Linked DNA regions of Hordeum vulgare: region 2 is linked to region 1. Evidence: chromatin contacts called from public Hi-C data. All regions are on one chromosome and are shown on one strand. The core of a region is the stretch at or near the end of the contact, and the rest is flanking DNA. Distances in the headings are between cores, read along the strand shown. Region 1 holds the start of LOC123409843 (probable calcium-binding protein CML29). Region 2 holds the start of LOC123412470 (IAA-amino acid hydrolase ILR1-like 6).

Region 1 (3,477 bases), core at 276-2,775:
ACATGTCAACATGAGATCTTATTTTGAAGGTCTCGTCGAGACGAACCTAACAGTAAAGACGGATCTCCGATCAAATTATTAATCTGTAAGATAAATCATTTTTAAAATTTAAGAAAGCATTTAATGCAATGATGTAAGCTTCAGGTAAAAGATTGTTGCATGTGCATGAGGCTATGCGAGCCGTTGCATGCAAAAGTTATGGTGGGGCGCTTTTCTTTAAATTTTCCCAACACTAATAGAAATAGGCCGAATGAATTTGCTTCTTGAATACTGGGCCGTTTCGGCTGGCTCGTCTAGCCCAACACACGTTGTATATCAAAACAAATCATACGCAACAAACTTTTCTGACCCGAGGAAAACCCTTTGGTTTGTACTCTTCCTATTTCTATATAGGTAGAACTCGTTGGTTTGTACTTTGTAGGAATGGATTTCTATTCCTACATAAGATTGATTTTTATTCTTTACATTTCATAAGAAAAAATGTATTAGCTCAGATCTATGGAAAAAATTCCTATCGTATGAACCAAATGACATATCTTTTTTTTTCTATAAGATCGAAAATACAATTTGACTAGTGGGAGCACGTGCTCGTATACTCATTGCAAGACATCAGAAACTCTCATGTATCCATCCTTTTATGGTACTCCAGCCCGGTGCAGAAACAGTGCCCACAACTCTCCGAACGTGCTTATATGCTTATTAATCGATAATCATTACTGTACATCGCAGTAGGCAGTGCACAACTTCATGTTTATGCACGCGCTCTAGCTGGCTCAGTACGTACGCAGCTCGACCCTAGAGCAGGTCAGCCATGAGCTTGAACTCCTCGACGCTGATGGCGCCGTCGCCGTCCCCGTCCATGCACGCGATGATCTCCGCGCAGTCCTCGGCGCTGGCGGTGCCCATGAGCCCCAGCACCCTGGCGAGCTCGTCGGCGCCCAGCGCGCCGTCGGGCCCCGCGAAGGACTCCAGCGCCGGGACGGCGGCCTGCAGCAGCTCGCCGAGCGCGCCCAGGCCGAGCTCGCCGGCGTTCATCACGTCCAGGAACTCCTCCACGCAGAGCCGGCCGTCACGGTCGGCGTCGGCGCGCGCCAGCATGTCCCGCGCCTCCGCCTCCGACTTGTCGAGGCCCAGGGAGGCCAGGAGGCCCCGGAGCTCGGGGGCAGTGACGAGGCCGTCGTTGTCGGAGTCGAACGCCTGGAAAGCCTCCACGAGCCTGCTGATGTAGCTCAGCGCCTCGAAGTCCACCGTCAGCGGCTGCGGCTGCTGCTGCGCCGACGGCCGGCGGCCAGGCGTCGCCATCGCGTTGGCGAGAGCGAACTAGACCGTGAGAGACTGCTCTTGGTTGGAGCTCGGTTCGCTTGCATGGACGGCCTTAAGAAGGCGAGGACGAGTGCAGCCGAATCTGAATCTCGGCCGCTTTGTGTCGACATGGAATGGAACACTAGTGGAGGCGCATCTTGTTCTCGGCGTTGGCAATGGCAGCAGGATAAGGCTTCTGGATTCTGGTGTGATAGCGTGGACGACGATGGGTTCTAGGTGGAGTGGAGCTGGACTAGTTCGCGTTTCATTTTGGATGACCACAAACTTCTGAAAATCCCCCGAAGAATGTGTATTTGAACTTTAGGGTCTCCACACCGTGCCACCGGGCCAATTGACTAACCATTGACCCATGTGCTTGTGTTAGCATCTCTAAAAGACCCCGTAAAAAAGAATACAAAATGGATTCACAGGTCGCTACGGAGCGATTTTGCGGCACCATTTCATGCGTCAAAGATTAGATCCCGTATATAACACTGTAAAATTTGAAAAAAAAAATGTTGGCCCGAAGCAACTACTACATCATTCATCGAACTATAGCACGGTTCTTGCAAAAACTACATCAGTTCTTCATCAAACTACATTAGTTCTTCATACTACTACTAGGTAAGGGGACCTGCGGGCCGTGCAGCGTACCCAACTCAATGCTACCAGAACGACGGGTGCGGCGGCGACAACGCGGCGGAGGAGACGAAGGAGCTTACTCCTCGTCGGAGTTGGAGTCGAGGTCGATCCAGATCTTGTCCTACTCTGCCTTCAGGACGCGCAGGTCCGTCTCCTTCGACGCGCTCGCCTGCGACGCCGTGACCCCTTGCTCGAGCAAGGTCTGCTCGATCTCGAGCTCGCGTCGGTTGTGCGTGGCGTCCTCCGCCGCCTCCCTCACCGAGCGCTCCATGTTGGCGTGCATGAGGTGATCCTCTTGCCTCGGGGAAAGATAATCCTCGAGGCTGATGACCCCTCTACGCAGTTCGCCGGCGTCGTCCTCGAGCTTGACGGTGAGCGGTCCGAGCTCCTCCGCCCTTCTCTTCACCGGAGTGATGGTCCGCGAGGACGAGGCGCCGAAGGAGCCGATGCATCGAGTAGCGAGCTCGTGCTCGTACTCCTCGAGCTCCCGGCATTCGAAAGCCGGAGGCGGCCGGAGGTCATACTTCAGCCACCTCTGTGATCCCCACTTGCGTGCGGCGTCGGAGACGCGGCGGCGACGGCGCTCGGCATCATCCCCTCCATTTCTGTGGCCGTCCAGGGTCGGGACAGTCCGCTGGTGGTTTTTTTGTCTCGTCGGCGGCGAGAAATTAGGGTGGAGTGGGAGTTGAATCGCGGCGGAGGATAGGGTTCGATCCGTAAACGCGATGTAAAACCGCATATATGCCAGTTCGAGGGGTCTTTTTGCGGGACGCGGTTAAACTTTTACAGCCCGGATGCGCGATACGGGGTCTGTTCTGGCCATTAAAACGGATCGAACCCATATACTCGCCGAAATTTTATAGGTTTGATCCTTTTACGGGGTGTGCTAGAGATGCTCTTAGGACCCCGTACGTGTGAAAAGAAAGTGTATTTGTATTTGATCGTTGACGCATGAACCAGGTAGCCAATGACTTTTAGACAACAATTCAAGAATGGGTCCAAATTGAATTTGAATAATTGTTCGTTAGTTTGAAACATGGATTAGGAAAAAAATCAACAAGTCAAAGATAATAATGTGTACAAATTCCAGAAAAGTTGTCAATATGAAATATGTTCACGAACTCGAAAAATTTCATGGCGTAAAAAATCACGAAATTTGAAAATTTTCATGAATTAAGGAAATCTTCACAAACTTCAAAAGGTTTCGGCTCAAAAAAATTATTCACAATTCAATTAAGCTAGTGAACCTGACAAACTTGACGGATTATGAAAAATGCAAGAATAAAATAAAATGATAGAATAGAAAAAGGCAGGGAAACCAAAGGAAACCTAGCCCAAAAAAACCTGAACAAAATAAAAAATGGTTAGAAAATCCCGGTCGAAAGCTTCTAGAAGGTTTTCCGAACCAGACTGGGTAGAGAAAAAAAAGGAGAAACTACATGAGCCAAACGTATGTAAGCGCTGTGTACAATTAACACAAAGCTCTGGCACTATAGGCAGATCTATTCCTTATGTACGGTGAGGTATCTTTCC
Region 2 (3,889 bases), core at 231-2,730, 370 kb before region 1:
AAATGAAGTCCGGCGACCGGCGTGCTAGGTGCTAGCTAGCAGCCACTGGCTGATGGGAAATGAGTTGATGGATTATGGATAATTACCTTGAGGTGGCGCTCGCGGGCCTTGAGGATGCTGGCGGCGCCGAGCAGCATGGCGACGTGCGCGTCGTGGCCGCACGCGTGCATCTTCCCGGGGTTCTTGCTCTTGTGCTCCCACTCCACCGCCTCCTGCAACCCAACAACGTTAACCACCACAAACCCAACGTGTCATACCATACGATACGATGCAACTCCTGTTGGAGTCGAACGAGAACGAGAGAGAGAGAGACAGAGACAAAAGGCGATGAAAAGCAGGAGAAAAGTCTGTGGCTTTTTGGCGTGAAAAAATCTGCCCGTTCCGGGCGCACACGGAGATGGGGGCTTGGCATGGCAACCGGGATCCGCTCGTCCTGGGTCTCGCCAACGGCGGGTGCCATTTCGGGCACCTGAACGAGGAGAAAAACTGAAAACAAACTGCGATCTTTAACCCAGTGGCCACAAGCTACCTGCCTCTCCAAAATTCAAACAGATGAATCCTTTGTGCTATATATGAACCACCAAGGTAATTCACAGGGCACGAGAACTGAAAAGAGGACGCAAAATTCGATACATGAATCTATGATAAGAAGCTGCGTGGTGGCTGAAACTGAGAGGCAGCTGGGGTCGATCGATCGTCATGGGCAGGAGCTACCGCAAAGGTCAAAGGCGCACGTGCGCAAGAACACGTGTTCCTTCATCACGTTGTAGTAGGAGAGCAGTAGAGCGGTTAGCACTACTACGTACGCACGTACCTGGATGGGCAGCGCGTCCATGTCGGCCCGGAGCGCGACGACGGGCGGGCGGCCGGTGCCGATGGTGGCGACGATGCCGGTGCGCGCGAGCGGGTACCGGAACCCCACGCCCATGCCGTCCAGCTCGTCGCGGACCAGCCGGCTCGTCTCCACCTCCTCGTACGCCAGCTCCGGCCGCTCGTGGATCCGCCGCCGCACGCGCCGCAGCCACGCCGCCATCTCCGGCCGCCCCGCCAGCCCCGCGATCTCCTCCTTCCACCCGCGCCTCCCGTCGCCAACCACGGCCGCGACGTCCACGTCGCAGCCGGGCCCGCCCCGCCCGCTGGCGTTCGCGCCCTTGCCCAGCCTCGCCGCCGCGCCCAGAACCACGCCGTCCTCCAGGAACGCCGCCCGCGAGGACGAGCCCGCCGACGCCACCACCACCACCACGACCAGCAGCAGCATGAAAACCACCGAGCTCCGCGCGTGCCCGCTCTCCATCAATGGCGATGGCGCTGCTCTGCTCTGCGTGCGTGCGTCTGTCCGCCGGGCGCAGGGTCGGATAGCTACACCACAACCAGGACGCAACTACGCATGGTGGGCAACGAACGCACACTGGAGGGGGAGGATTAAATTAAGCCACCTGTGACGGCAAAGGGCAAGCAAAAATATCTTTCCGTTCCGACCCAATTCCCCCCGTGCTCGTATACAAGCCGCTCGCTCACATTATTTCTGCCGCGTGGGGCCCGGCCGACAGCGACGCTTCGGTGGCCGCTGACGGCTCCCCCTCTGCTGCTGCTCCTTGCTAGATTGTGTAGGCGCTCAATGTTGCTATCTGCATCCGTGTAAAGAAAAAAGGTAGAGTATTTTTTTTTGCTTTCAGCATCAGCATCAGCATCAACTTGCTAAAGAAGCGATTATGTTGGCATGATGGTGCTCTTCTCCTTTCAGTTTTCTATCGGACCAGCGCAAGGTGACAGTACGCATAGCATGAGATAAGTATGACCCTTGCATCGCATATGATACTCCGGTGCAGTACACATGCGCGGCTGCTAGTGTAAACGCTCGCTTTTTCGGTTTGCTGGGATTAATCTATCTAATCTCTGCAACTGCAACGCTTTCTTTCGGGTCATTGTTTTTTCTCTGATGATTGGTTTCTTGTTTGATTCAAACTACTACTTCTACTAGAGAATTTGCATGCACGTCTTCTAAACCGTGACGAAGGGAGTACTGGTAGTATATCTGTATATATCTGTTGGCTGGAAGCCCGGAGGAATTCAATTCGGTGGGCAGGTGGGAGGAGGAGTGGAGCGGTGCGGTGCGGAAACAGCGAGATCACCAGCCATGCATCGCGCGGCGTTAATCCGGGGTGGGGGCGATGGCTAGCTCACGCTGGACGCATGTATTTATTTGGGGGTCATGGATGGATGGATGGACAGCTTTTGTATCACAGTACGTATGTAGATCTTGGCACCTAGCAGTGATATGGTTCGCTTGATCTCTACGTTTTGCTTCCGCATTTGGGTGTTGGTCATTTCTGGCAGCGTTTCGGGCGGCTGTACAACGTGACGCTAAATGGAAACTTGCTCCCATGATTTCATCTAAATATAATAGTACACTGATGGAGGCTGTGATCTTGCTTTCCTAATGATTTGCATGTGCATCTATATTACCACTAATGGCGCATTAACACCTTTCCTTTTCGTCTTTAATTTGCACGGCTGGTTGTAATCACGTTTTCCTTGGGTGGTACTGGTTAGGCCTCTTCCGATGCTCCACCAAGAAGAAATAATGTAGGGTGTTGAGAATGTTACGGAGGCGAAAAATCTAATGTGGTAAGATAATTAAGAGAAAAAAGATGAGGATGGTAACCGAGGAAGAGACAATGTCAAGCGCGTGAACATAGGCAAATCACTTAAATAAATAAAAAACCCATCAATGCATGACGAATTTTATGTTGTTAAATCTTTAAATGAAAAATGGTTAGCAACAACAAGTTAATCACCTATGCATAGTCCTTTAATATGCTTAGCACCTTATCTTAACAGAGTTAAGCAGCTGTAGGTACTGGGCATATGGCCCAGTATAGAGCATACGTTGCTGGCCCGATGGCTAACGTATCGGGCAAATCGCAAAAATCGATCGATCCCAGCCATGCTTGCGATCATATCGTCAGTTCTATCATCGTTACAGTACCTAGGGTTAGATCGCGATGTGCAAAGCCAGGCTTCCCGTCAATGTAGCAGGGTCGGGCTGCTCAGATCTTCAAGGTTCTGCCGGCAGTGATGGCTGGACGAGGGACCTGACCTCCGCCACCACAAAATCCTACTCACCCACCGGCTAGTGGCATGGGATCCCAGTACCCTCCTGCTAGGGACGGGTGGACGACGACCACAACTGCTGGTCCACAAGGGGATGGACGCGGCCGTGGAGATTACGGCGCGGGCTTGCAGAGTTCCCGGTTCGCGGACGAGGGACGAAACTATGCTTCACAAGGACAGTGAGGTGACGACGGTTACAACGCTTATGGCAAAGGTCAACGCCGTGGTTCTTCCTCGACGGGCGGAGGCCGTGGATATGGTAGGATGAACATCGATGACGGTGGCCGGGGTGACGGAGGAGGCGGCGGATTCAATGGCCATTCCGGCTCATTCGTCGAAGGGGCGACGGGAGCCACATACCGCCAACGTGCTGCCTATCGCCCTAACCGCGAGGGTCGGGGAGGAGGCCGGCGGCCACCACCTCGTTGAGACCCCCCATCCCCCACGAGTCGACCCACCTCCCAAGCTCGTGAAGGGTGCCGAGGCTACGGTTGCGTCGACGATGTCAAGGGCTCGTACGGGGGCTCTGACGGCATCAAGCACGATGACACTTTCGGGAGCTGCGATAGAGGCCGTTTGTGCTCTCGCCGAGGTGAATGTGGCTAGGAGAGTGTGCTGCTAGTCGGGACATGACTTCTGACAAAGCTAGTGACAAGTCGAAAGGGTAAAGAGCTACGAAGTGGGCACGAAATAAATAAAAAATGAGCTGCTACCGGTGCGGCAGACCGGGGCATTTTGTGGTTGAGTGCTCGGCTGAGCTATGTGACATTTTCCG

The links. A called contact is a pair of places that touch in the nucleus more often than the background predicts.
Region 2: a contact with region 1 is called in a Hi-C map of leaf, with 5 times the contacts expected there. The contact joins the promoter of LOC123412470 here to the promoter of LOC123409843 in region 1. A contact is called at or near these places in 4 of 6 Hi-C or Micro-C datasets (all in leaf).

What each region holds. Positions count from the first base shown.
Region 1 is chr7H:575,689,043-575,692,519 of MorexV3_pseudomolecules_assembly, reverse strand. It overlaps LOC123409843 (probable calcium-binding protein CML29), which reads right to left and starts at 1,525. Exons shown (of 1, transcript XM_045102714.1): 1 at 600-1,525. The coding sequence starts at 1,302. The coding sequence ends at 796.
Region 2 is chr7H:576,062,513-576,066,401 of MorexV3_pseudomolecules_assembly, reverse strand. LOC123412470 (IAA-amino acid hydrolase ILR1-like 6) reads right to left here and starts at 1,480. Exons shown (of 3, transcript XM_045105417.1): 1 at 815-1,480; 2 at 87-212. The coding sequence starts at 1,294.